Regions from separate parts of the Mus musculus genome. Here regions 2, 3, 4, 5 and 6 are each linked to region 1. A link is a contact called in public Hi-C and promoter capture Hi-C data. All regions are on one chromosome and are shown on one strand. Each heading gives the region's core, a stretch centred on a gene start, on an enhancer-like site or on the middle of the called end of the contact. The rest is flanking DNA. Distances are from core to core; before and after follow the strand shown. Region 1 overlaps Gm31751 (a long non-coding RNA gene). Region 2 holds the start of Cfap300 (cilia and flagella associated protein 300). Region 3 holds the start of Dcun1d5 (DCN1, defective in cullin neddylation 1, domain containing 5 (S. cerevisiae)). Region 4 holds the start of Yap1 (yes-associated protein 1). Region 5 has its middle 5.1 kb from the start of Gm31639. Region 6 holds the start of Mmp13 (matrix metallopeptidase 13).

The links. Promoter capture Hi-C pulls out the DNA fragments that hold promoters and counts their contacts. A called contact is a pair of places that touch in the nucleus more often than the background predicts.
Region 2: a contact with region 1 is called in a promoter capture Hi-C map of hippocampal neurons, with 2.7 times the contacts expected there. The contact joins the promoter of Cfap300 here to the enhancer-like site in region 1. A contact is called at or near these places in 4 of 39 promoter capture datasets (hematopoietic stem and progenitor cells, hippocampal neurons, liver and 1 more), 1 of 15 datasets of contacts at CTCF or cohesin (large pre-B cells) and 1 of 115 datasets of contacts at active chromatin or transcription factors (large pre-B cells).
Region 3: a contact with region 1 is called in a promoter capture Hi-C map of hippocampal neurons, with 5 times the contacts expected there. The contact joins the promoter of Dcun1d5 here to the enhancer-like site in region 1. A contact is called at or near these places in 23 of 39 promoter capture datasets (the 3T3-L1 cell line, 3T3-L1-derived adipocytes, the C10 cell line and 14 more), 3 of 484 Hi-C or Micro-C datasets (bone marrow-derived macrophages, cochlea and cortical neurons), 21 of 115 datasets of contacts at active chromatin or transcription factors (the 230-238 cell line, the SCID.adh cell line, astrocytes and 14 more) and 4 of 9 other capture datasets (adipose tissue, liver, macrophages and 1 more).
Region 4: a Hi-C map of uterus shows a contact between it and region 1, with 4 times the contacts expected there. The contact joins the promoter of Yap1 here to the enhancer-like site in region 1. A contact is called at or near these places in 3 of 39 promoter capture datasets (the 3T3-L1 cell line, hippocampal neurons and liver), 2 of 484 Hi-C or Micro-C datasets (myocytes and uterus), 2 of 115 datasets of contacts at active chromatin or transcription factors (cardiomyocytes and large pre-B cells) and 1 of 9 other capture datasets (liver).
Region 5: a Hi-C map of bone marrow-derived macrophages shows a contact between it and region 1, with 19 read pairs. The contact joins two enhancer-like sites. A contact is called at or near these places in 3 of 15 datasets of contacts at CTCF or cohesin (CD8 T cells, the NIH/3T3 cell line and large pre-B cells), 1 of 484 Hi-C or Micro-C datasets (bone marrow-derived macrophages) and 3 of 115 datasets of contacts at active chromatin or transcription factors (acute myeloid leukemia, fibro-adipogenic progenitors and microglia).
Region 6: a Hi-C map of bone marrow-derived macrophages shows a contact between it and region 1, with 6 times the contacts expected there. The contact joins the promoter of Mmp13 here to the enhancer-like site in region 1. A contact is called at or near these places in 13 of 39 promoter capture datasets (the 3T3-L1 cell line, the C10 cell line, cranial neural crest and 6 more), 1 of 15 datasets of contacts at CTCF or cohesin (large pre-B cells), 2 of 484 Hi-C or Micro-C datasets (both in bone marrow-derived macrophages), 2 of 115 datasets of contacts at active chromatin or transcription factors (large pre-B cells and vascular smooth muscle cells) and 3 of 9 other capture datasets (adipose tissue, liver and macrophages).

The regions. Positions count from the first base shown.
Region 1 is chr9:7,593,334-7,598,018 of GRCm38.p6, reverse strand. The region is part of intron 2 of Gm31751 (a long non-coding RNA gene); the gene reads left to right. Among named protein-coding and RNA genes, the nearest start is that of Gm31751, 24 kb to the left of the region's middle. Within about 2 kb of position 2,563, at least 123 of the 459 cell types and tissues checked have an H3K27ac peak or open chromatin away from gene starts, as enhancers often do. A contact at or near this core is called in the SCID.adh cell line, adipose tissue, bone marrow-derived macrophages and 9 more, where this site is marked.
Region 2 is chr9:8,040,287-8,044,971 of GRCm38.p6, reverse strand. Cfap300 (cilia and flagella associated protein 300) reads left to right here and starts at 2,097. Exons shown (of 7, transcript NM_199017.3): 1 at 2,097-2,302; 2 at 2,482-2,563. The coding sequence starts at 2,193.
Region 3 is chr9:7,182,358-7,187,042 of GRCm38.p6, reverse strand. It overlaps Dcun1d5 (DCN1, defective in cullin neddylation 1, domain containing 5 (S. cerevisiae)), which reads right to left and starts at 2,538. Exons shown (of 8, transcript NM_029775.3): 1 at 2,161-2,538; 2 at 184-275. The coding sequence starts at 2,246.
Region 4 is chr9:8,001,927-8,006,611 of GRCm38.p6, reverse strand. Yap1 (yes-associated protein 1) reads left to right here and starts at 2,016. Exons shown (of 9, transcript NM_001171147.1): 1 at 2,016-2,497. The coding sequence starts at 2,222.
Region 5 is chr9:7,248,137-7,252,821 of GRCm38.p6, reverse strand. No RefSeq gene overlaps it. Among named protein-coding and RNA genes, the nearest start is that of Gm31639, 5.1 kb to the left of the region's middle. Within about 2 kb of position 1,976, at least 15 of the 459 cell types and tissues checked have an H3K27ac peak or open chromatin away from gene starts, as enhancers often do. A contact at or near this core is called in bone marrow-derived macrophages, where this site is marked.
Region 6 is chr9:7,270,445-7,275,129 of GRCm38.p6, reverse strand. Mmp13 (matrix metallopeptidase 13) reads right to left here and starts at 2,616. Exons shown (of 10, transcript NM_008607.2): 1 at 2,453-2,616; 2 at 2,124-2,365; 3 at 1,089-1,237; 4 at 796-921. The coding sequence starts at 2,575. Gm31639 (a long non-coding RNA gene) reads right to left here. Exons shown (of 5, transcript XR_379095.2): 5 at 3,622-4,685.

The DNA of each region.
Region 1 (4,685 bases), core at 1,314-3,813:
GCCAGCCAACCCTAGACATCATGGTGGGAAGATGCTTCCTGCTGAAGGGACTGAGGTAGCAGAATAAACTCCACTTTAGACTCCATTCTAAATTAACTTGCCCTCATAGAGGCATGGCCAATGAAGAGACAAAAAGCAGCAGGACAGATTCCATCTTGTCTTCTAAACTCTATTTTAAGCTGCTATCCTTGGAGAAAACCTTAGAGTGATATGGCTCCTACCCTTGAGGTCTGAGAAAAATCATGAAATGTGCTTGATGATAGTAAAATAGACACAGCAGCTGCAGCTAGCTGATAACAACAGAGTGGGCTAAGAGAACACAAGTCTTTCCCTGGTCAAGATGCCCCTTTTCAGGTGTGTGGTCTTTCCTTGTGGTCTGAGCAGATACTATCAATTTGAAGGTTAACATTCCTTTACCCATTTACCCAATCATGTAACACCAAGGCTTGAAAGCCCCAGCTTGCAAACCTTTCCTATATAAATCCTAAACCCCTAGACCCGAGGGTCACTTTCCTAACCTGTTGCTTGGGTTTGTGACCCAAGCTCGAGCTTGAATAAGGACTCTCGTGTTCTTGCATTGGAGTTGTAGTTCCTGATGGTCTCTTTGGGGTTTTTGCAATCTGGGTACAATACTGCTCTTGGACTATCATAATAGACACTCTTTCCAAATCATGTATCAAATTAGTTTAATGAGGGTCCACAAACTTTAACCAGATCCAGACTCTCAGGGTTTGGTTGCCAATGGACCTTTTTAGGCAAGATGTTTCACACTGCTCTGGGTTCATTTATCTGCGGGATCCACAGTCTCGCCACCAGCCAAGACTGTGCTGTAGTCTGTTGGGTCCGGGTGCTGTTTGTGAAGCAGGCTTCAACTTCATAAATATATGGCACGTAAACAGGGAACTTGCATGAGCGGCTACCTGGGTGGAAGCTAGATGCCTTCATCTAGATCCTGAAGTAAAATTTATGAAATGAGATCTAAGAACAGTCAAAGGACTGGGGCCTCCCCACCTAGAGTCAGAGCCAAGAACAGTTAAAGGATTGGGGGCCTCCCTCCTATTTCCTTGCTCTCAGTCTTCTCAGAGCTTTACCACAGTAGCCATGATGGAGTTAGATGAACAAAGGGGACATAATGGATGGGCTGGAAACGCGCCAACTATGGTGTCTGCAAATTCTGACCTTCAAGCCAACAATGCATAGCTTAGGGCCCTACACTGTAATGGATACTTTAGAATGTCAACTTATCGATAAATACCCGGGGTACTAGCTTACAAGCTCAGCACTCAAAAGACAGATAGGAAAATTTTAAGTTTAGGGCTAGCCAAGTCTACATGGGGGACTCTGTTTCCAAACAGTAGCAGCAGCAGCAGCAGCAGCAGCAATAACAATGGGGGAAGAAACTCAACCAAGAGAGAGGTAAGGCATATTCTGGCTTTGAGTTCCAGAGGTTGTAGTCCATGGCTGCAGGAGTTCGTGGCTTTTAGACATGCAATAAGGAGAGAGTCTGCAGTTGTAAACCTGTTTATATCATGGCAGCTGGGGAAGAAAATGTGAGGGAGGGGGGAAGAAGAGGATAGAAAATCTGGGGTCCTAATATCCTCTTCAAGGGCATGTTCCCAATGATGTTAAGTTGCTTCTGCTAGAAGCTATCTCTTAAGAATATGCACATATATATGTATATATACATAAGTATATATGCCTATACATATATATGTAGAGAGATAAATAATAAATATAATTATTTATTATATAATTTCTCTATATATACACATACATACATACATACATACATACATACATACATATGGAGAGAGAAGCTTTGTATTGGGCTTACAGATGTATCTAGCTTTGGAGAAAGTCTTAACTGCATGAGAACTTTAGAGGAAATTCAGGATTCAAATAATTCTACTTGGAAACCTATTAGAGATGCAAATTCTGGAATTCATTCAAGACTGACTAAATCAGAAAATTTAGCCATGGGATAGCTGTGCCTGTTTAAAACAAGCTCTCTAGGTAATTTGGACTCTCTCTCTCTCTCTCTCTCTCTCTCTCTCTCTCTCTCTCTCTCTCTCTCACACACACACACACACACACACACACACACGCATGCACGCACTACACTAACAGTCATTTCAGAATGGAGCAGAAGTGAGGGCTATTGAAAAAGAGTCGGGGAGCACACGGGGCTTGGGAACTTGCTAGACACACCTATCAGGCCCTGCCCTCCCAAGATTTTGACCTAATTGTACAACAATTGATCATTTCTTTCTGTTGATTCTCGTTGCATCAGTGATTCATAATCTCAGCTTTAAAACACTTAAATGTGGAGAGAAAGATGCACCCTGTTCACCTTTGTGAGGTGAAAGCCACCAGCAGCTGAACTGTGGATTGAGAAGAGAACCAGGCCACCTTAGGTCAACCCCTGCACAGCCTAGGGTCAACAGGTTTAGCTGTGTTTGCCTCAGCTTACAGGCGTTGGCACACAGGCTAGGTTCTGCTTGTGGGGCATGGACCAGCTGCAGGTCAGGGCGGGAGAGTCTTGGTTCTGCTCATGATCACTAGATGGCAGCACTGGACTTCAGCTTCCACAGGAAACATCCCGAGCCTGCACAGCCAGGCTCTGCTGTCTGGTGCCAACTCCAAGCTTTCGGTTTCATAATCCTTAGAGGCTTGTGCATATCGGCACCAACACAGGGAGCACAGAAGGCACAAGCGAGGCTATGATTTATTTCCTTGTTTCGCTCCAACATGTGATCATCTCATTACATACACTCCTCTGGCCTCCTTGGTCTTGGTCAGTGTTGTGGACTCTCTCTTGCTGGGATAAACACTCTGATCAGAAGCAACTTGGGGAGGGAGGGTTTATTTGGCTTACACTTCCAGGTCATGGTCCACCATGGAGGGAATCAGAGAAAAGCAGGAGATTGAAGCAAAACAATGGAGGAACACTGCTTGCAGGCTACCTCTCTAGCTCACTCAGTCACAAGCTCAGCTAGCTTTCTTATACATGGCCTTCTTAAGGATGGTGCCATCCACAGTGGACTGGGTCCTCCCACATCAATTAAGAATCAAGGCAGTGTCTCACAGACATGCCTGCAAGCCAATTCTCAATGGAGGCTTTCTGCTCAGATGACTCTAAACCTTGTCATGTTGACAACAGAGCTAACTTGGACAGACACTGTACTGACTATATAGAAGCCAAAGACACATCCCATACATTAAGTTGTGTGTGTGTGCTCGTGCACATGCAAAGGAGGCTAAAACAACCTGCAACAGCAACAAAAGTACAAACTGAAGACAGAGATTGTTGTATAGAAAGGAATCGTAGTCAAAAGAAGATGACCCCCCAGTCAACGCATGCAAATATGAGCCCCGTCCTTGCCATTGGTGAACATGCAGCTTAGTTTTCTCCTCTGTCACTGAGTGGATGGAGAACACGTCTGTTTTCTTCCTTTTCTTGAAAGGTTAAAAACTACACAATATTACAGACATGCCAAAAATTAGTGAAATACAATCTACTTGAATATTCCTATAGTTCAGGTCTACTCAAAATCCCGCAGCACACTGCTCTCAGTCAACTTTACCGTGAGTGGAGCGTGAAGCTTCCATAGTGTTGTATTACTTTTTCTGAGATGTGAAGAAATGTTTGTCCACCCTAGACAGAGTCAAAGTTAGACTAAAGCAGTAGCTCTCAACCTTCCTAATGTGGAGACCCTTTAATATAGTTCCTCATGTGGTGACTGCTAACTATAAAATTAGTTTGTTGCTACTTTATAACTGTAATTTTGCCATTGTTATGAATCATAATTCAGATATTTGATATGCTGGGCCCAAATCAGCTGTCGCTCACAGGCTGAGAGCTGGTGGAGTAAAGAAACAACTCCATTCATGTCCAGCATGATGAACCAGTTAGTAAGACTTATAGGGACCTGGGTGAGGAATTACTTATAGGCATATGGATGACCCCAAGCCCATCATTGAGAAATTCTACCAGAGCATGGGTGAAGAAGATCTCTTGAATGGTATTAGTGGAGCCTGATCCTGTCTACTTAGCTTTCCATGTTTTGTATACTCCATGTCATGTGCAGCTAGGGCTGGGTTGTAGAGACCCTCCCCATCTACTTCTACAAGGAAAGCTAACTATGGGTTTAGTCTTGTGAGGCTCTGTGAATGTGGGCAAGCATAGCTGTATTGACTGTAAGGGAACAATGGTTTGTCATGGCAGGAGAGCTGAGTTCCGCAGCTAGCTCATGGGTTCTCCGGAACCTCTTTGTTGATTGCCTTCTGCAGGAATGTCTTCATGAGGGGACCTTGGTGTCAGAGTCAGCATCATCTGAGTTATCACTGCTTGTCCTTTGTAGTGTTACAGAATTGCTTAATGGGAAATGCAGTGTGCTTCTCTTTCTTTACACACATTGAGAAAAGAAACCACAACAATAATGAAATTAGAACACCGTGAAACACATTGCAAAAAAGCCAGGAAACTCATTGCAATGGAGCCTGCTAGGTTTTGCTGCAAGTGAGCAGGAAATCACTTTTTTTTTTTTTTTTTTTTTTTTTTTTTTTTTTTTTTTTTGGTAGAAAGTAGCTTGGTGAGTGGAGGGCTCTTGTTATTCCTAGGAAGGTGGTGAGTGCAGTACAGGCTGGGAGAGCCTTCATGTTCCAGAAGACTGTAGATGAAAATA
Region 2 (4,685 bases), core at 848-3,347, 450 kb before region 1:
ATTGCATACTGAGATATTTACACCTTTGGACTATGGTTTTGCTTTGATTTCATTCTGACTGTTCCCTGATTCTTCCCTCTTGAAGTAAGAAAGTATTTATTTTTGATTTTACAGGAGCCCATAGTTGAGTTAGAATTTTTAAGGACTTTGAATTTTAAAAGACAATGGCTACTTTAAAGATAATTAATTTTAATGTGTTTACATTTGTAAGGATTGTTGAATTTAAAATTATATATCTATTTGGTTGGTTTTGTTGTTTGTTTGTTTGTTTGTTTGTTTTTCAAGACAGGGTTTCTCTGTGTAGCCCTGGCTGTCCTGGAACTCACTTTGTAGACCAGGCTGTCCTTGAACTCAGAAATCCGCCTGCCTCTGCCTCCCAAGTGCTGGGATTAAAGGCGTGTGCCACCATGCCCGGCTTAAATTTTTTTATGTTTTTAATGTGATGTTTTTTGAGGGTGAATGAGAAAGAAAAGGGTGTGACTTAATAGTAGTGTGCTTGCATGTCAAGCTGACAAGGAGTCGATTGTGACAAGGAGTCAGTTGTGACAAGGAGTCGGTTGTGACAAGGAGTCAGTTGTGACAAGGAGTCGATTGTGACAAGGAGTCAATTGTGACAAGGAGTCGATTGTGACAAGGAGTCAGTTGTGACAAGGAGTCAGTTGTGACAAGGAGTCGATTGTGACAAGGAGTCAGTTGTGACAAGGAGTCGATTGTGACAAGGAGTCGGTTGTGACAAGGAGTCGGTTGTGACAAGGAGCTGGATAGTTTTATGTCAACTTAGCACAAGCTAAAATCATCTGAGATGAGGAAATCTCAGTTAAGAAAATGCCACCATAAGATCTGATAACAGGGAAGTTTCTTATTTAGTGATTGATGGGGGAGGACCCAGTCCACTGTGGGTGGCGCCATCTGGGCTGATGGTCCTGAGCATTATAAGAAAGCAGGATGAGTAAGCCAGTAAGCAGCCCCTTCCATAGCCATCGATTCCATCAGCCTACCCTGTGTGAGTTCCTTTCCTGACTTCTTTGACAATGAGCAATGATATGAAAATGTAAGTCAAATAAGCCCTTTCCTACCCAACATACCTTTTGGCTATAGTGCTTCATTGAGGCAATAGAAATCCTAAGAATCTTACAATAAAATTTTGTTTCCTTTACAAAAACACTTATGAGAGGCTTAGAGACATGGCTCAGCGGTTAAGAGCTCTCTCTGTTCTTGCAGTGGACAGGGGTTCTCAGTATCCACAGGACAGCTCACAACTGTCCTTAGGGATCTGATGCTCTCCTCTGGCCTCTGAGAGCACCAGGCTCCCTTGTGGTACATAGACATGCATACAGGTTAACACTCATATACACAAAAAATAAACAAAGAATTCATAAACTTATGAATGGGAGGACTGGGAAAAAAAACCTATATAAGAATGTTCACCACTGCATTCCTAATAGCTTCAAATTGTAATAACCCAAAAGGATAAACTGTGGAATAATATTCGTGGCACACAAAGTAACAGTGATAACAAGCCTCTCTCCCTCTGTCCCCCTCTTCCGAAGCTTCCCCCTTCTCCCCCTGTCCCTGCTCCCTTTTATTTGACCTTTTGGTTCTTAAGGTTCAAGCAGAAGGAAATGAAGTTAGTAGAGGTAAAAAAATTCGTCCACCTAAATCCTAAAACAGCTCCTAAACAAAAACAAGTTGGCTCCTGAATGAGATTTTCAGCAGGTAAGCATACATCCCACACTGATTAGCAGCGTGTTGTGGTGTAGTGCTCGCAGGAACCTGCCTGAGATGTAAACTTCAAAAGGAAAAGAGCCACAGACGAGATTATGTTCCTAAGCAGTCCCTTTGTCTTTCAAACGAAACCAACTTAATTAGACTTTTGCTTAGTGCAAAAGGAAATTGTCAGTTTGAAACTGTAGGTTTTGATATTAGGTCACTGGCCAGTGTCTAGAACTAAGAGTTCCTGTCAACACAAAGACTGGCAACCTCCTTCCATTTCCTAACAGCCAGGCTAAGAGTCCTCAGTGTAAAGGCAGGGACCCAAAATGCCATGGCGCATGCGTACTGAGCCAAGGGGCCCACTTCTCTCCCAGGCCCCGCCCTCTGAGCGGCGCCCCTCCCCCTGAACGTGGTGGCAGGTCCTACCGCTGTGTCACTATGGAAACGACTACTGCTTTCTTACCCTGGTCATAAGCAGGATGGCGGCTGGGGAGCCACGGGATGGAGGCGGCTACTACTTCAGATTCCTGCCTCATAGAACCTTCTCGTCGCTGAGCGCCCGGGAGATCACCAGCCGCCTCCGCCAGTGGTGAGGGCCGAGGGGCGGAAGTGGCCATGCGGCGGGCTCAGGTCGGTGGGCTGGGGCCGTGGCACCGCGCTCGTGTCCTGGGGTTCTCTCCCTGTTCGTGTTCGTGTCCGTGCTCCGGGACTCGGCTCTGCGCTCCCTCAACTCCGGCCAGGGCCCGCTGACTCTTCCCCCTCTGCTAGGTCCATGCTGGGCAGAATCCAGGCGCAGGCGTTCAGCTTCGACCAGACGTTCCAGCCCTACCAAAAGGATGATTTTGTCATGGTTGGTATTGGGGAAAGGGGGAGGGGGGGGCGCTCTTTTGGATGTTCTTGGGAACACTCCATGACATGTTCTTAGACTTTGGGAGTAATAAAAAGTGCAGGTTGGGTTTTCTTTTGTTTTGTTTCTTAGGGGGCTTTTTGACAGAGCGACTCATTCTGTAGACCAGACTAGCCTGGCATTCACTGGGATCCTCTTGCCCCTGCCACCCAAGTGCCACCATAACCACCTTGCCAATGTCTTTTACCTACCTTCGGAATTCTGCCTTAGATAACTTTACAAGTCTGTAGTTATTTTAGACAGTGTCACTGTGTAATTCACGATGGCCTCAACTCGTATCAGTCAGTCATCCTGCTTCCGAATCCCAGTTCAGAAATACAGGCATGTGTTACCGATGTTGACTGAAAATTCAATGGGACTTTTTTTTTTTTAACAATCACATCTTGTTTTTAAATACTACTACGTGGACTTTATTAGTCTTAACTCCAAATACTTTTGGTTTCTGAAAATCAAATTCACCCTGAGAAGTGGGCATCAAGCTGTAACAGTAGTACCCAAACAGGATTTCCTCCCAAAGGTTTTGAGCAATGGCCTGTTTGAAAAAAACCTTTAGCTAGAAGGGAATTCTTTAAAGAAGGCAAAGTTCATTCAAAGGTGTGAGATTTTTATGTGCATCTTAAAACCGAGCCCCATTTTGAAATGTTGCCTCCTACCCAACAGTAGGTAAAGTGTTCAGTTTTGTGAAGTGACCGTCATTCCTTGCCATTCCTCTGAGCATTGACTTTATAGCTGACATGTAATCTATTCACTCTGTCACTTTCTAAAGGCCCACTGTGTGCTAGGAATATAGCTTCCTCAATAGCCAGAGATAGAGACCTTGGAAGAATGTCTTGGGCCCTCTCCAAAATGCCAGCAAATAACATTAGTCTTCTTACCCACTGCCATGAGTAAGGAGAGCAGGAAAACAATCCATCGATTGTCCCTGCCTCTGGATAGGAGTGGTTCACTTCCATGGACCCTGGACAGGTGAAGCCTGGCCAGCTTCCCTTAGTCCCTTGTCATGACCCTGTCTCTTCTAAAGACACCTATCAAACTGAATCAGAGGTCTGACCTACAAGAGAATAACATTAACATCTACAATGACCATCTTTCTGAGCACACTTTGATGCTGAAGAAAGGACATGAATTCTGAGCTACGTTTTCTAATCTGTTTGCCATAACAGAGGGCAAATTGGTCTCATAGTCCATTTCCTGTTACCTGTGGTAGGGTTTTAATGCCATATTATTACTAATGGCATGTCTTAGGCATGGTTAGATTTTGATAATCTACCAGTACTGACCCTCCACTGATTTTTAAGATCAAAATTTTGAAATGCTACATTATTTTCTTTTTCTTTTTATTTTTGAGACACAGTTTCACTGTGTGGCCCTGGTGGCCTCAAACTCACAGAGATCTGCCTGTCCAAGTGCCGGGACTAAAGGTGTCTGCCACCACAACCAGTTTTTTTCTTTGATACTTTTTGTTGTTTCCATATATAACATTTAATATACCTGTTTATTCAGTAAATGCTTGTTAAATGCTTTCTATATCCCACTTGGAAGTTGTTAAAATGAGCTCTCATCCTAGTTTATGAGGCACACACAGTTTCAACAAATCAGTCTCCACCACATACCGAAGTAGTGTAGATCCTGTAGAAAATGTCCTGGGCACAGAGGGAACTGTCAGCTGATACAACGTGACAGAAGGTATACTTTTTCTTTCCCTTCTTCGTTTTGGTTGCTCAGTAGAGTTCTTCGGTGGACTCAGTATTCATCCATAAAACTCACCAGATTTCTTTCTGTAACTCCAAGCATTCACTTCTTTCTAATTTTAAGTTCTTCCTGGGCTAAAGATGCAGCTGAATTGGTACAGTATGAGTTTAGAATGCATAAGGTCGTGGGGTCCATCTCAGCACTACATACCAGACACAGTGACATATACCTATAATCTCAACTCTGGGAAGGATGGAGGTAAGTGGATCTGTTCAAAATCATTTTTGGCCCAGGCTAGCTCAAAACCAAATAAAGCAAGACTCATATTGAAACTACTGGGGATCCACGCATGGTGACACAGCCCAGGCTAGCT
Region 3 (4,685 bases), core at 1,289-3,788, 410 kb after region 1:
AGAAGAAAAAAAATAAAAGTAGGAAAGCAGGTAAGAGAGAAAAAAGTTGTCAGACATGTTCATGGCACTAAATTCTAAGCCTTTAGCCTTGACACTAATCCCAGTACACATAACAGGTCAGCAATAATAAAACACAGCTTTTAAATGGGCATGACTGGTATCTTGCTCCATGAATTTCATTACCTGCATACTCATAAAACCAAGCCAGGCACTTCTTTCTTGAAAAATCTTCCTCTCCACTGATGAGTCTAGCAGGAGGCTGGGATCTGCAATAGCTTAGAAAACACACAAATGCCTAAGACTTACTACGACTCAACGCTTAGTGATAAAGTAGCTTCAACAAGAATTGCTTCCATGTAAATGAGACAAATGGTTTTTAAGTTAGCATTATGAGGAAAGGAGCTATGTATTAGCAATAAGGACCTGTACTCTATGTGTAAGAATTTCTAACCAATGAAATCTAAATGCTTCTTTGCTTGCTACAGGATTCCATAACTAGAAACTAAAATTATTTCCTTAGATTTCAAGATAATAAAGAAGTACATTCTAAGTCTCAACCCAAGACTAGGCTAGACAGCTCTCCCTAGACTGCTCATGCTGGGCTTGCTCTCTACCACTAAGTTACATACCTTATGGAAGGCCTGAAGCCTTACTTCCATTCTGCTACTGATGTGGATTAAAATCCCTGTTATAATTTAGGCTGAATCACCTGAAGTCAAATGATACTGCTCAGCCAGCTGTTTTAACTGACTTAATTTAAATATCTTAGATATGATTCTCCAAGAGCTAATACAGTTAAGAAAAATGTATGCCAAAGGGCATAATGAAAACTCTATTTTATACATCACCCAAAAAATATTACCTAGACTCTTTTGCTAAAACACAACAAGGGGAGAAGAACAAAGCAATCAATTACAAAAAAGATTAGGATGAAGCAAGTCACCTTCATAGTTTAAGCAGTCCATTCTTCACTGCATCTCTCCTTAAAGGGAAATCTCCTTTGTCTAGTGCAGCCTGTCTTTTTTTTTTAATTAGATATTTTCTTCATTTACATTTCAAATGCTATCCCAAAAGTCCCCTATACCCCCCCCCCCCCAGGCCTGCTCCCCAACCCACACACTCCCACTTCTTGGCCCTGGCTTTACCTGTACTAAGGCATATAAAGTTTGTTAGACCAAAGGGCCTCTCTTTCCAGTGATGGCCAACTACGCCATCTTCTGCTACCTATGCAGTTAGAGACATAGGTTCTGGGGGTACTGATTAGTTGATATTGTTGTTCCAGGCTGTCTTGTTGTAATGGTAGTATTTGTCACTTTAAGTGTCGACCATTAATACAAAAACAACTCAAAGTGTATGGGAAGAAGCCCACTTCTCAAAGCTAAATCGCAATGACTTTCTGAGGAATGAATCTGTGATGATTGAGTATATGCCACAAAGCGAGTAAAGGGCTCTAACTTACAGTTCTGCTTTGTTTTCTTTTCCCCTAAGAGAACATGGAGCACAATAGCTTGCTAACGCCTAAAAGGAGGTTGAGAGCTACCAGCGTCTTAATGCCAGAAAACAAAAACCACAAGGGCCTTTTCCAATTAAGTGTACGGAACTGGTACAGGTGAAGTGGAGGCATTGGTGCGTCCAGAAGCCTAGGCTCCAGCGATTTAAAAGGCCTCCTGCTGGGATCGTCCAGGTTAGGCCACTTTAAATGCTAACTCGGGAGACCAATTATAGCAAAGGCTTTCTTTCCATCATTCCCAAGGCAGCTGTCAAAACTCTTCAAGCTCTGCTCCTTTTTTCACACTCTGACATTTAACAATGTGGGGACCAAGCCAATTCTGCTCGATTTAGTGTGACACAAGGACGCCGTGAATCTTGGCAGATCCGCGCTCACTTCTCGGTTGGGAAATTTGATGGAGAATGCATACGTACGGTCGTCTGTTTCCTACCCTCTGGGCACGCAGACAACAAAGTGGGACGAATCTCAGAGCTTGTCCAAGTACGACAGAGAGCACGTACAGGCGAACACGCGGTTCGGTCCCGCGCGGAGCGGAGACTGGGCGCCTCACCGACCGCCTCGCCTGAGAGGGCTCGCCCCTCTCCTCCCGGCTAGCGGCCTGTCCGGCCCCGGGGGAAGGAGAGAGCCAGCGGGGTGGGGACAGGCAGTACCTGGGGATTTTACACTTTTTGAGGCCCGCGTCTTCCGCGACCGCCGCTGCCACTCCGGGAGCTTTTCTCTTCTTCTTCACTGGCATCTTCCGCCTTCCCCGGCAAGGTAGACAGGGCGGCCGGGGAGGGGTATCGCGCTCCGCCGCAGGCCCCGCAGCGCCGGCTCCCGCCTGCCGGGGACCGCAGCGGAGGCCCGAGGCGCGACCCCGCCCCGGGTCTCCTCTTTAGGGGCGGTTCCGGGCAGCGCAGCGCTAAGGCCGGCGGTGTCGCGGCTCGGGCTTTTCCAGGAGCAGCGAACGCCGACAGCGCGGCACCTACAGTAGCAGCGAAGAGCAGGCGGCTTAGCCTGACCCGGAAGCGGATGGCTCTGGACCGGAAGTGACGTAGAAAGGAAGCTCGCAGGGCCTGGAGCGGTCTCTCTACTTTGGGATTTTTTGTCTCTGCAGGTGGAGCCTGAATCTCCGGAGATTTTCTGGCGGGTTTCCAGCGGGAAGTCCTTTCTAGAAATCATAAACGCTCCACAGCTGGCGAGCGAAGTAATCTGGTGAGGAGCCATGCGTGAGTGTGCCCACTCCTGACGTGCAACCGCTCCAGTTTTTTCGGGTGTTCTTGGTGGGCCTGAGATCAACTTCTCGCGCTCCTTGTCCTTTTCTCCCTCATGCTCAGGGTCAGTTTATGGCTTCCTCCTGTGCTGAGGCAACGCCTCCATGTTTTACTTCTGAGGAACTCTCCTCTTGGATAAGAGACTGGGAAACGGACTGACTTATTACAGAGGATTTGGGGAACTGTTCTAATGGGCTGCTCTCAAGAAACAGTAATCACGTCACTTCTAATGGAAATACTGCTTATAAGAAAGGTTTGCTAGGTAAAATTATCTCATAGAAGATTCTTAGTGAATGAAGTCCATGTTTGTAACCCAACTGTGACAGAAGACTGTTTCTTTAAATTCTATCCCTGTGGTTCTGTGACTGCATCGTGGGACCCTAATCTAGTCAAGGAGAAAGAAAAAAACCGGTTGTTGTAATGAGTCCTGGATACATAATATGCCCTGGAATTCACAAGTTTCCTGAGAGAGGACACTTCAATGTTTGGTGCATATAGTTAATGTTTTTTTAACAGTGAACATAATGTTCAAACCTATAACCCATTCGACTCTATTATAAACAATGCACGAAACATTGTTTTTACATGAAAATTATAAAATGTAAGCTCTAAAACAGAACTCCCTACAGGAAGTAGACAACTGAAAGATGAAGGGTTTTTTTTTTGTTTGTTTGTTTTATATATGTATTTATTGTGGGGGCACTTGTGTGCCAGTGCTGGGATGACAACTTGAAAGTTCATTTTCTCCATCAATCTTGTCACTCTTGAGGTGGAACTCAGGTTGTGAGACTTGGGAAGGGACATTATGTCTGTGTACAGAAAAGCACCTAGTTATGTGATTTAATTTTTTCTGCTGCTCGTGATAGTTCTTGATTTTCTATATAGTAAATAATGAGAAGCTATGAGGGTGCTGAGTTCTTTGTTATGTGGTCTAATTTTCTTTGACTAAGTCACAAGAAGGAAAGGAAAGGAAGTAGTATTAAAACAAAAGGGTATTCTGGTTTAGATCCTAAGGTACTCATCAACTTTATGAAGAAAAATCTTAAAAATGCATTTTAGCCGTCTGTTAGTAGAGTGGCACAACATAAACAGATTAAGCACACAAGGCTGAAACAGGTCTATTCATTTGACAGTTTGATGATTTGCATATTTCTTAGGTTTAAGGATTGTAGAATGAAGAAATGGAAAACAGAACTTTTAAAATAGTTATATCTGAATTAATGTAGCCAAAAATAGTCCCAGAGATGTGCTAAGTATATATATATATATATATATATATATATATATATATTCATATTCAGTATAGTTTATATTTTTCCTTACAGCTTTAAAAATAGGACTTTTCTACACTTGTCAAAAATAAGCAAGCACTGGAGGCACAAAAGAATTTATGGGTTGCCCATGTGATTGTTGTACTGAATCCATTTGTTTTCCTTTCCAAAAGTTACTGTTGTTTTTTCAAACACTGTAAGTCAAAATTTTATGAGTTATTTCCATAACCATAAACCCAGAGAATTAGTTGTCAAATCAGGACTTTGTTTTTGACATTTCAAGACAGCACTCAGGAACTAATATTGAAGAGCAATACAGAGATACACACTAGGTAACACCTGCTCCTTGTTCTACTCATCCTATAGCAGTGTACTGGACCACAGCCATTGTATTGGCCTTGTGACTGGATTTCTGTGGGGCAGACTGACATTGAGTGTCATCATCACAATGATACCTATGAAATGATAACAGTGAATCCTGTGCTAGTGGTTAAAGGTTCTTTCCTGAATTGATATATCATTCCTGTTCAAGTCCTGAGACTACCTGAAGTCCCTAGTAAAGAAATGTATTATATAGAACCAAGCAGAGAGCAGCACTGCTGCAATATGATATTTTACTGAATTTTGCTCAAGGTGTTGAGAAAAATGTGT
Region 4 (4,685 bases), core at 767-3,266, 410 kb before region 1:
AAATGAAAGAGCAGGAAGTAGCTTGCTCACTATCACACAGCTCCTGTGTGGGTAACTGGGACCTGAACTCTAAACTCCAGAGCCCACAAGAGTGTGGTCTTGTGGCACTTGGTGTGAACCAATCCTGGAATCAGTCTTAGGGAGACATTTACCCTTCTTCCTCTCTAGGACAGGAAACTGAGGCTCCTAAATAGTTGATTCAAATCTTACCTGTCTGAAGCTAGCTCACCCTACTCTACCACACAAAGCGATAGACTGCTGCTCAGAATTCTTCCGGGCGTGTCTTAACTAGAGGAAGAGATTATCTTTTTGCTCAAGGGTCCTTTCTTTGCTTAATCCTATTTATACCCGTTTCACTCACACTGCAGACAAAATCATTAGAACAAGAAACCAGATTTCTGGAGAAGAAATTTGTGTGTTTAAAGTCAGTGTTGCACAACTCTGGGAATACACTCAAAAAGCACCAAACTGCTTAAGTGGAAGACTATATAGTTATGTCAGTTATACCTCATTAAAACCAGTTCTTGTTTTGTAGCTCATGACTTCAACAAGGGGCTGAGGAGAGGGCCGGTCACTAAAAGTACTGGTTCCTAAGAAGGCTCAGGTTCGAATCCCTGTACCCACGTGGCTGTTCACAACCAGTTGTACTCCAATTCCATGGAATCTAATACCATCTTTTGGACCTCTGTGGAACCAAGGCAAAGACATAAACTCAGGCAAAACACCCAATACAAAATAATTAACTTAAAAAACACGAACAGATTTTTATCATTTTTGGAGTGATTCCAGATAGGCTCCTGATAGATAAAAGACTGACACACAGAGAATCAGGGGCTAAGGTAATCTCCATTGAGGTTCATTTCTTAGTCTACCCTGCATTGTTTACCCTTGTACTAAACACAAGAGGAAAACCCACAATGCTCCATGAGGTTAAACAGTGACTTATGTTTTGAGTTGAAGTTCCCAAAGAAATGTCAAGTTTTGGTGTTAAAAAATTGACTTTTCACTTAAAAAAAAAAAAAGTTTGCTGAGCAAGGTGCCCCACATTTGTTATTTGAGCCCTTTATAGGCTGAGGTAGGGGGAGCAGAAATTTTAAGCTAGCCTCAGTTATGTAGTGAATTGGAGGAAAGCCTTAGCTACATAGGAACCTGACTCAAAACAGCAAAATAGGGTAGTCAACATGAGATGGATGGTTCAGGGTACCTGAGCTCGATTTCTGGGACCCACAACCAAGAAGAAAACAGATCCCACAAATGGTCCTCTGACCTTCACCTGTGCTCACTTGTACATAATTAGAAACACAAAAAGGAAGAAAAAGGAAGGAGAGGGAGAAAGGGGGAGCGGAAGGAAGGAAGAAAGAAAAGAAAAAAAAGAAAAAAGAAAAGAAAAAGGACGAACCTATGAACCTACAAAAACCGGGCTAGCAGAGGCCCTGGCTTGGAATCCTAGCTGTCTGTGGAAGCTGTGGCACAAAGAGTTGGAGGATATCCTTGACTACAGAGTAAAGCCTGTTTAAAACAAAATTTAAAAAGTAATACTGTTTCCTTTTGTAAGGTACTCCCAGTGCAACTCCTGGTTTCCAAGCTTCACTTTGAAATCATTTGCACCCGCCCTCAAGTGTTTTGTTGTTTCTTCTTCAAACTTGGTGGTAAATGGAATCAATGTTAAAACGCGGACCGGATTAACCTTAGTGCGGGTGAACAGTGTGGCCTTTGCATCCACCCTACCAAGCCGGTTGTCCCGATTCCTCGCGGCCTTGGCGTTGCGCGCGGGTCCGGCAGGATCTGCGCCCGCAGCCGAGCGGCTCGGGGCCGGCCGGTGGGTGCGCACGCAGCGCGGTCGCCCCCGGGTCACGTGCGGCCGGGAGTCTGCAGGAATGTAGCGACGCGCAGGGAAAGTTTCCCCGGGGGCCGCGGGCCGCGGATTCGGTGCGGGCGGGCGCGCAGAGGAAGGAAGAGCGTCGAGGAGGCGGAGCCCGCGAGGCGCGCGGGCGGGCGCTCCTCGCAACTTTTTAGTTTGGGCGTCTGGAGCCAAAGTTTCTGTCTCAGTTGGGACGCCGCCGCGGCCGGGGGCAAAGAAAGGGAGGAAGGAAGGAGCTCGCGGAGGGGAGGGGAGGAGAGGGGAGGCGGCCTCGGGCAAGGAGTGCAGGGCGATGCGGGCGCGCGTCGCAGCCCCCCGAACCTGAGCGCAGTGCCCCGAGCGTCGAACGAGGCCGCAGCCATGGAGCCCGCGCAACAGCCGCCGCCCCAGCCGGCCCCGCAAGGCCCCGCGCCGCCGTCCGTGTCTCCGGCCGGGACCCCCGCGGCCCCGCCCGCACCCCCGGCCGGCCACCAGGTCGTGCACGTCCGCGGGGACTCGGAGACCGACTTGGAGGCGCTCTTCAATGCCGTCATGAACCCCAAGACGGCCAACGTGCCTCAGACCGTGCCCATGCGGCTTCGCAAGCTGCCCGACTCCTTCTTCAAGCCGCCTGAGCCCAAGTCCCACTCGCGACAGGTAAGGGTATCCCGGGGGCGCGGGGCCGCGTGGGGGTGCGGTGCTGGGGGTTGTTTTCGCGGAGTTGGCCGCAGGGGGGGTGCACAATGCGCGCGCCTCCGCTCCGCACCTTCGCTCTGACGAGGGGGAGGGGAGGAGGGGGAGGGGGCCGGCGTCTTGTGCGGGACCCCAGCCGGGGGTACCCGATCTCCCCTTCCCGCGCCACTGCAGTCTCCGGTGGAGCTGTGTTAACTGCCCTCTTGTTTTCGCGTGCCGGTGAGGGGTGGGGGTTGAACTGGTCCATTGAGTTTCTGGTTCCTTCTCCCGGTCCCCTCCCCCTCCCTCTCCCGAAAGCTTTTCTGTTCTCGCGGCCCAGGCGCTCTCCGGATGCAGGGTTCGGGCTCCCCAGCCCGAGCGAAGCTCCCTCGACCCCCCACTCGCCTCCGCCGTGCCCTGGAACTCGCGCGGGCGGGATCCTTTCACACTCGGTGGGCTCACGTGTCCTTTTCCTAAATCGTAACCTATTATTTACTGTTCGGCCCGAAAGCTTTTAAATGAGCCACGTCTGTGTGTTGCGCAGGAGCTCGGCTGCGCTCACGGTGCAGAGGTTTCTGCGCCGGCCTTTGATAGCGCGTTGCAGGTTGACTCATAGGCCGAGTTCTGCCCGGCTCAACTGTGATTAAAGGTAATGTTTGGGAAGCAATGACTAATTCCAAGCTCGCCATTGCTCTTTAACTGACTGCGGATGTGAACATGGCTGCTTATCCGTATCCACGACGCCTGGTTATTTTCCCAACTGGATCCAGCACAGAAGTGAAACCGTTTCAAAGTATTAACATTCCGATAGGTCCTGGTAGATTTCTTTAGTGTCGCTCCCCCCGCTTTTAATTACTTAATTTTTAAAGAACTTGCTTTAGGCTAAAGCAGCACAGGAACTTTGCCCAAAACTTAATTGGTTTTCCAAACACTGCCATGTCGTTAGCCCACTCGGGCTGTAACTTGAGTGGAAAGAAGAGTTGCCGCCCCCACTCCAGCCCCCCCTCCTAGGCAGGCTTGTTGTAGAACGGGGTTTTTGAAGCTTCGAAAATCTCGATTAACCTCCCTACAAAAAGCCTCTTAAGAAGGAAGGAAAAGTTATCTAGCTGCTCGGCTAAATAAACTCTTAATTTGTAACAACAGTAGACCTAGATACTATTTGCTCCCTCCCCCACAAGTGAGTTTCTGTACTCGCTGAACTAAACGTATGTGACATGCAATCGAGAAACCGCTGGGGCAACTTTGAAGGAATACACAGATTGAACGCTCCATTTTGTAGCACTTAGAAGTCAGAAGGAATGAACCCGGGAAAGTGTACTTGTAATACTGGCTTCCACTGGGCCGTTCGTGGGTACATTTGCATTCTCTCTAAGCGTTTTAAGAGAGCTGTTCGTCAATAAATTTACCTTTTCTGTGCGCTAATGGTTTCCTAAAATTCAATCTATCTGGAAACTCAAAAACGGGGTTTTCCTATGGGGCTTTAAATGACTGCTGGGTCTTTTCAGTTTCCTTATCAACATAAATCTAGAAAAACGTTTTGAGAAACCCTAATTCCAATAAAAGGATTGGACTGTGAATGGTATGTATCAGAGTTAGTAAATAATCATCCACAGGCCCCTGCCTGAGAAGTCTTCTAGCCCTATATCCTCTCGCTTGGAAAAGCTCATTTACACACAAGTTTATTCCTGACCCCTGTCTTAACACTGGTCTGATTGGACCCAAATTTGAATCATTGGGGTCTTTGCAGATTTTTCTTTTGTCCCTCACCCAGCTATTATAAGTGTGTGAATCCACAAATTATAATTGAATTGAAAAAGTCTTTCTCTAGGCACAAAAAGGGCTAGCCTATTATTCTCTTCATTGAGGAGCTTTTAGCATTGGTGCAGTTCTGAGAGTTTGAATTTATTAAATGTTGTATAATTTATAATGGCTGACTTATCACATTTGTTTACAGTCAAAAAAGTGAAAGATGGGGGAACATTAGACATTTACAACAAAGAAAAAAGTGCCCAGTCGTTCCCCAGGTTTTGTTCTAGAACCTGGAAAAGTAACCACACTGCTTAGAAAAGTACTGATTATTTTGAGTTATGTAGGATGAGCATTATTCTTTACCACTAAATAAAGTTATTATGCCTAGTATTTGTTGTTTTCACACTGTCTAGGAGGTAGACAT
Region 5 (4,685 bases), core at 727-3,226, 340 kb after region 1:
GTGGATCTGCAGCATTGTGAGCTACCAGCAATTACTGGTAGCAGCCAGTCTGCCTTCTCTCTAGACAAAGCCAGCTACAAGCTAGGGCAGTCTCCAAGTTAAAAGTCAAGCTTGGAGCTATTAGCCAAATCATTTCTAGGAGAGCACATGTGGGAGTGACATATTGATAGAACACTGTTCACTAGAAGCCTAAAAAACAGATGTAACCTTGCTGTCCTGGGGCTAGCCCAGTCCATTATGATAGCAAATATGAGAGGTTAATGAACAGAACCATGTGACTCACATCCTCCAGGGATGTACATCTACAGTAGACAACACCTCAGGGGTGCACAAAAACAGAAAAGTCAAGGAAACACCAAGGTGGATTTCTAATTTGTATTGGGAAGTTGAGCATCTTGCTCTTCCAGCTTTTCACAAAACAGTTTTTGTTTGAAGAGTTGGTGTTAGTGCAGCCCCTGTAAGCTGAGAGTGGTCTCAATTACCTTTTCCTAAAGATGCACTGGAGTAGGCACATGCCCACAGCTCTGCTCTTCCACTCTGCTCTACTGAACCTCTTCTAGTAAATCTCACTAGTGAACGTTGTATCCCAAGGACCCCATGGGCTTTCTTTAACCCAGCAAGAAGACCCTGCTTGCCTTTCTGCTACTGTCTGTACTTTGTGACATACATCCTAGGTCAAGTATAGGAAACTACCATTTTCATGTGTATCAAATATGACCAATATTGGTAATTTCAAATAGTTTTAGATATCCAAAAAGCAAAAGAATTGTTCAGGTTTCCCACTTAAAAAAGAGAATGAAGAAAATAGAATAGTGTGTTCCCCTTAGGCCTTCCAGGATTTAAATTTACCTTGTTTCCCAATACCACAAACTCTCTCTAGTCTGTGCAGCACAAATACTATGAGAGTTGGTGGATTATCTAGACTTCACAAATTCCTTTCTGGGACTAAGGAGATGGTTCTAAGCACCATATCAAGGATCATGTTCCAGGGCACCTGACCCTCTCTTCTGGCTCCACAGGCACCTGCATTCATAAGGTGCACAAACAGAATGCATTCATTCTGGCAAGCACATATTCACATTATCATTAGAACCGTGAGACAGAGCCTTTCTTTATGGCATTTAAAAAATTGCTTTGTGATAAGCCAGATGTGGTAGCAACTCACAAAACTTTCAATGTAGAGGCAGAAAGATCTGGAATTCAAAGAGATCTTGAGGTACAGGGTGAGTTTGAGGCCAGCTTGTGCTACTAAAAGCTTGTCTCAAAAAATCATAACAAACAAACAAACAAACAAACAAAGTTACCTGGAGACCTAATATTGGGGACACTGGTTCAGCCAATCCATTCTAAAATGTGACACTACACAAAGGGGTGAAGTAGAGGGAGTCAGGGCATTCCAACTCAAACTCTGTCTCAAACTCTGTGGCAAAAAATGTATTATGTTTCAGTAACTGTGATATTTGTTTTTATGATAAAGCTTGATGAAGGTTCTCAGCTTTTATCCAGTCACCTTTGGGGATAAATCCATCTTGAATATATTTTGGAGGAATGCTAGTTTTCCCAGAAATCTGAAAACAAAATGTGCTTATTGCATAATTGAACAAAGGTGTCCAAACACTGAGTCTGGTTCTCCTCCTCCAAATTACAGACCATGAGAAGTGGTTTTCTGGCTTTCCAGTTCCTACTTCAGCATTTTGGGAAGTAAGACCACAGCCCTCCAGATTCACATTGTTGGGATTTCTTTTTCCCAGTAAGGATGTATGCAAATCATCTTTTCCTGTTGGTCTCTTTCTGACCTGTTCTCAGCTCACACACTTAGTTAACAGGAAATTATTTTTTAAATGCCTTTGCACTAGGTCATGAGAAAACTGGGTTAAAACCCTTTCTATAGTTCATATTTTTAGTGGCCCTGGAGCTGCAAGGAAGCTGGCTATGAAAAAGCAATCCCAGCACTTTTCAGATCCTCTAAGAAGGAAAATAGAACTAGAAAAGTGAGCTCTGTTCCAGAAAAGCAAAACAGAACCAGGACCGCATGAAGACAGCTCTGTTCCGATGAGCTCATCCAGAAGGAAGTAATGGAGAACCTAGTTCTCAGAGAAGGCTTGAGAACGCTTGGGAGCTGCTTCCTGTGTTCTTGGGAGTGTCTGACAGTGTGTGTGAGCTTATTTTAATAATTATCCAAAAGCAACCAAACATTGATATATCTTAGCTCATTTGGATTCCTCCTTATAAACAAGAAGTAGGTCATAAACTGGGGCCCACGTTCACTACTGCACTTAAAAGTTACTGAGAATAAAGCTGGGCATGGTGGCAATCCCAGCACTCGGGAGGCAGAGGCAGGCGGATTTCTGAGTTCGAGGCCAGCCTGGTCTACAAAGTGAGTTCCAGGACAGTCAGGGCTACACAGAGAAACCCTGTCTCGAAAAAACAAAAACAAAAAAACAACAAAAAATAAGTTACTGAGAATAAAGAAGAACTGACTTTGCCAAGTAAAAATCAAGCAATGTTATAATTGTTGCATGAATTGTCTGCTGCAGAAAAAAGGGATAGAGCTGCATTGAAACCCACACATTCTTGAGTAGCTTTAGGAGCACATGCACAGTGGGACCTGGGACTCAGTTGTAGCAAGGCTGAACTAGTCTAGTTCACACAGTATCATTCCCTTTAACTTTGGATTTAGCATATTGAATTCATGCCTTCTGTAGTGTGTTTTGCCTTGATTGTACAAAAGCTTACAGGAAATGGGTGATATTTTGTACACAAATAATGATACTCGTTTACTAGGGTCACTACAACAATGTATCACAAGCTATGTATCATTAAAAAAATGTACTGATGTGCCTGGAGAGATGGCCTAGTGGTTAGGAGTACTCCTTGCTCTTGCATAGGACTCTAGTTTGACTTCTGCCACCCATATGGTGGCTTACAAACATCCATAATTCCAGTTTTAGGAGATTCAAAGCCCACTTCTTGTTTCCATGGGTGCCAGGCATACATATGGCACACATGCATACAGGCATGCATACATACATGTCTGATTGTTAAAAGATCAATTTATCAATAAGACCATAGACTCTTTGAAAAGCTGGAAGGATCACTAGATTTTTCTCTTAGATTTTATAGTTCCTAGGTTTGTGGTCCCACAATTCTTATCTTACATGGCACACTCTCAGTTTGTTTCTATAAAGCTACTGGTCATCTACCCTTCTCCAGAGAGTAAAAAACACTACAGACTTTTTAAATGAGCACTCAGACTGAAACTGTGCACAACGAATGATGTTTAGTTTACAGTGTGCAAACACAATGATAACAGAAGCAATGCAACACCACTTTTAAACAGCCTTTAAAAATTGAGGTGTATTCATATGTAATAAATTTTATAATTTTTTATGTTTTAAGTCTGTTTTATTGAGATAATATATATATAATATTATATTAATATAAGTTGTATAACTTATAACAGATTGTTTCCCCTAACTTAATTGTACTATTAAATTATTTTAGAATAACAAAAAAGAGGTAACAGAACAATTTTAGAAAAATTTCACTACCCCATAAATAAATCCATAGTCTTTCTCTCCTCATCCTTTATTCCTACAACAGTTGTAGGAAACTAACAGTCTGTTTTGTGTCTCTATGAAATTCTCTCCTTTGGACATTTCTTAAATATAATCATACAATATGAGACCTAATTTGTCAGTTTATCTTACCTTGAATAAAAATGTACCTTATTCCTTTTGATAGCTTAGTACTATTCCATAGCAGTTCCTTCACATTCTCTTGTATTATTATTCCAAAAGGTCTATTTGAGAGCAGGTAGAACATAAATAAAACCATAGTTCCTGTCTACACAAACAGCATTGATGTTATTATTTCTGTCAAATGTTTTTTAAAATTAGATATTTTCTTTGTTTACATTTCAAATATTATACCCTTTCCTAGTTTCCCCTCCAAAAATGCCCTAGTCCCTCCCCCTCCCTCTCCCCCCTTCCCCTGCTCTCCAACCCACCCACTCCCATTCCTGGCCCTGGAATTCCCCTATACTGGGGCATAGAACCTTCATAGGACCTAGGGCCTCTCCTCCCATTGATGACCAACTAGGCCATCCTCTGCTACATATGCAGCTGGAGCCATGAGTCCCACCATGTGTTTTCTTTTATTGATGGTTTAGTCCCAAGGAGCTCTGGGGGTACTGGTTAGTTCATATTGTTGTTCCTCCTATGGCGCTGCAAACCCCTTCCGCTCCTTGGGTACTTTCTCTAGCTCCTTCATTGGGGACCCTGTGCTCCATCCAATGGATGATTGTGAGCATCCACTTCTGTATTCGCCAGGCACTGGCAGAGCCTCTCAGGAGTGGATGCTCAAATTTTATAATTTCAAATGGGGAAAGTTGTGTGATATTTACATGTCTGTACTGAGAGTTTCACTATCTTTTTATTTCAAAACAAAACCCAGGAGCCAGGAAATGGTCTTTTCCCACAATTCCTTTCACCAGGCCTTGGCAATCAATCCCATCTTTATGTAATTTGTTTATTCTAGAGAGCTCATGTGGATGAAGTCTTTTGTGTCTGGCCTTTAAAAATACTGTATTGTATCTTAGCATCCGTAGTAGGTATCAGTGTTTCATTCCTTGCTCTTCTGAGACTTCCTTCAGAGTATGTGTGCAGCACTGTTTATTTCTCTGT
Region 6 (4,685 bases), core at 1,367-3,866, 320 kb after region 1:
ACTTAGTTTCATTTTACTCTCATAAATACAACCACACCTGCACACTAGCTATTTTGAGTAAGATGTCACCTTGTTTTTGAAAAGCAGTGTTTATGAATGAGTGCTGAGTCGGGCAGTGTTGGCACATGCCTTTAATCCCAGCACTTGAGAGGGAGAGGAAGATTTCTGAGTTCGAGGCTAGCCTGATCTACAGAGTGAGTTCCAAGACAGCCAAGGCTATACAGAGAAACCCTGTCTCAAAAAAACAAAAACAAAAACCAAAAACCAAAAAAAAAGTAAGTAAGTAAATAAATAAATGAATGAATGAATGAATGAATGCTGTAGGAAAGTCTGAGACAAGTAACGTGCCTAATGAGGTATAGAAGTTTAACTAGCCTATGCCATTAATATTTCAGCCAAAAAAAAAAAGTCTATTTCAAATAACATCCAATATAGTTGTGGACCATAGCACCAGCCATGATAGTTTTTAGAGATAGATTTATAAAAAACTATATTTCTTTAAACAGCAAAACTATAAACCAAAGAAAGAAACAGAACCATGCCTAAAAGAGAAGATGTTTGACCCCATTTCAAAAAGAATATTCTTGAGGTCATAGCAAGAAATATCATATAATTTATTCATATTTAATGATTTGTACAAAAAAAGTTTGGTGTGGCACCAATTAGCACAAAATATACTTTTGTTATTTTAGAAAGCATAATCAAATGCTAAACACGATTTGCTTGTATGCTTTCTAACTGTGTCAGTGAGACTATATCCAGTAACATGAGCTAAGTCTTTACAAGGAAGATTACCTTTGGAACTGCTTGTCCAGGTTTCATCATCATCAAAATGGGCATCCCCACCATAGTTTGGTCCAGGAGGAAAAGCGTGTGCCAGAAGACCAGAAGGTCCATCAAATGGGTAGAAGTCACCATGTTCTATGCAGACAGCAAGAGTTAGAGTCCCATTATATATACTGTGCCTGACTTGGCAGCTTTTTCAAATGCTTTGAAATTGGTAAATGACTGGTGAAAGGAATAAAAAAAAATGAAAGCAAGGAAGGATTAGTGTATGAGCATGTGTCTAAATAACTCCACACCCTTACCTTTAGTCCCAAAAGATATCATGATGTCAGCAGTGCCATCATAGATTCTGGTGAAATTCAGTGGTGTCACATCAGACCAGACCTTGAAGGCTTTTCTGAAGGCCTTCTCCACTTCAGAATGGGACATATCAGGAGTATAGTTCACAATCCTATTCAACATAGAAAATGTCAGCTAAATTTTGAAAGGTTAAAACTGTTTGTAAAACATACTCTCTTAGGGACTGGTGAGATGGCTCAGTGGCTAAGAGCACTGGCTGCTCTCCCAGAGGTCCCGAGTTCATTTCCTAGCAATCACAAGGTGGCTCACAATCATTCATAGGGCTATAGGGAGATCTGATATCCTCTTCAGGCAGGTGGCTGTATATGCAGCAGAACACTTGTACATTAAATAAATACATTAAACAAACAAACAACATAGAACAAAAAAAGCAAATATACTTTCTTAGAATATTGCTTTTCAACTTGAAATGGCTGCTTTAAAGTTTCCATTAGATATAATAGGTGCTTTAAAAGAATTAAATTCAAGAGTTCTGTCTAATATTTAATCACTGTCAAATAAATAAATACCTTGGCACCTTAAATTTAACATATTAAATATAAATTTGTTGGCAGCTAAAATCTGGCACTGTAGGGTCTGAGGAAAGAGTGGAACCCTCCATCTTCAGGAACATCATCATAAATACAGCAAAAATTTTTTAAATTTCTTCCCTGACTTGTGGTTTCATTTCTACAAGAAATATCTTGAGACACTCACCAAAAATAATGTTGGGGCTAGCATTGAGATAATAGGTCTTACTAATTTATTAGTTTTTTATGTTGACTTACAGAACTCATTTAGAAATACGTGTAATATAAACTTTTTAATTTTGCAGAAAAATGCAATCAGATATTAAATATAAGTTACTTCTGTGCTTCTTAACCTTGTATTAAAGCTAATTCTGAACCGAACCTCCAATTAACTACTCCAGGCCTACTTAACGTCAGACACGTAGAAGAAAAAAGTAACATATGTGAGGGACAGAGCCTCTGCTTTACCTGTAAGTTAAGTTCGTTTGGGACCATTTGAGTGTTCTAGGGAAAACATTGTATTCACCCACATCAGGCACTCCACATCTTGGTTTTCTCATGATGTCTAAGGTGGGATCATCAAGTTTGCCAGTCACCTCTAAGCCAAAGAAAGATTGCATTTCTCGGAGCCTGTCAACTGTGGAGGTCACTGTAGACTTCTTCAGGATTCCCGCAAGAGTCGCAGGATGGTAGTATGATTTCAAGTAGTGCTAGAAAAGAGACCAAAATAACCAGCTTTTAAGAGAATAGGGATTTGAGAAATGCACTACAGTGCCATCCTTGGCAGAATACAGTACCTCTGCAAACACAAGGTCTTCCTCAGACAGGTCATCATCATCATCATCACCATAGGGAAGGGGCAGGGACCAACAGGGAGTCCAGCTCAACAAGAAGAAGGTGGCCAGGATAGCTGAATGCATGGTGCCCAGCAGTGCCTGGAGTCTCTCCTTCCCAGGGCAAGCATCTTCTATTTTATAGCATGATAGTGATGAGTCACCACTTTGGGGTGTGTGTTAACTTCCTAGTGAGGCGAAGGTAAACATGCTTACATGGTATTTTTTTTTCTTCCTAAGTGTGGTTTGTGGCAGAATCTGAGGGAAATGGAAAATGAAGGCATCTCTACTTTCAGTGGGGGAATATCAAAACTCATCTGGCAAAATAAACAGCCTCAGCATTTTCATGGATATAGTGGGGAGAAGCAGCAGCTAGTATATTTTTCACTTCACTGGACAAAAATGTTGTCTTCCTTTTGTAGGGAAAACAGCTACTCTGAGTTTTTCAGGTAATAATAATAGCAAAGTAAAATGTTTGTTCCTGTAAGGAAAGACAAAGTTCTGTCCACAAAATGGTTATAGGTTGATGAGTTCTCAACTCTATTCTGTCTTGAGCAGCAACAGTGAGAATCCTTGCTGTATTTCCTTGAAGGCCTCAGAAATGTATAAGAACCAAGCTTGAGGTCTTTAAGACACTGTAGATGATTGAGTCCTGCCACAGACCACCGCAGTCGGGTATGGGGGTCCCTGGAATGAGGGTCCTTGAAGCGAGGTGGGTAAGGATTCAGTGGTGACAAACAGAAACAAACACAGAGGCAGTTTGAATCTGAGTGTATTCTGCAGCTCTCAAGCAGGGGGTTTTATACATTAAAAACTGAACATTACATTTCTTAGAAACTGTATCCAGTGAAACAATCACAAATACCAACAAAAGTCATCTGACACAGTAAAGCACAAAAATCATCCAAGCATTACAACTCTGAAACTATGTATTCAGTGAATCACAAACAGAACTGGTAACATCATTATAAATCATCAAAATATAACAATTCTAAAAGAATGTATTCAGTGGGAGCTGTCGTCCAAGGCTAGTGGTATATTTCCAGGAGCAGGTTAATAGATCTTTAATGGGCTGAACTAACTTTCTAGCCCCATGGTCAATTATTATTTAACATCTAGTGCCTGTCTTTTTGTAATCTTCAATGTATAAATTTGAACTATTTTAATTCTTTCTAATTAAGGCTTTCTTTACCATATCTCAAAATCTACCTCCAATGACACATGTGTAGTCATATGAAATTTTATTGTTGGGAAAATTTTTATCATAATAGTTTTGTAAATGATTTGGAAAGTAAAGCGTTGGTTTCCCTGGGGATAAGGTCATCTTAGTGGCCCCATCTCTAGGAGTGGTTTCTTACCCATTATTCTCAATTAAGATCTTGGCCTAGGCTACCAGGAACATGTAAATAAGAAAAGGAATAAGAGAAAGCAAAACAGATAGATTGCCATGAGAACTACAGCTCAATCATTTTTCTCTGGCAAAGAGTTCCACAACCAGTTCCAAGAGGCCTCCCCCTTTTGAGGTCAATCGCCTCAGTTTGTGGAACTTGTCACACAGATCTTATTGGAGGTGATGTGGCAGAGTCCTAAGCTGGAATTTTAACATCCTGGCATAACCTTTAGATGGCTGTGGAGACCTGTGTGAATTTCCTACATGTCCAAGCACCTGTATCTGGGCTCTGTTGGAATGCAGCCACTCCAATGGTTAGGACTAGGGACTATGGGTAAAATTAGGACTGTGTTTTGAGCCATCACTCCCAGTCAGGTTTAAAAGGCATTATCTCATTTAATTCCTACAAAAACAAAAGCAGATACTGTGCATAGGGCTCATATCAGGGCCCAATGTATAGGGCCTTAAACTGTAGTCCAGGAAGCTTAGAACTCCCTATGTATCCCAGGACCTTGAAGTCACTCAAACCATTGTGCCACACATCCTTCAGATTGATTTATTTGATATACAGTGGATAGAGTACACAGTTCTCCTTTCAGCTTCCTAAAGACCATGATTATATTGTGAAGCACCATGTTGGATCATTACAACATAAGCTCTCTGCAGAAGAAATACTTTAATGAAAAACAACAATAAACATCACTACTTCTCAACTCTAATGCGTATTTTCAAATTTCTTTCATGTTTTAGTAATTTATTCTTCCATTCAAGAACAATAAAGAGCACAGGCAAAATCACAAACAGTTA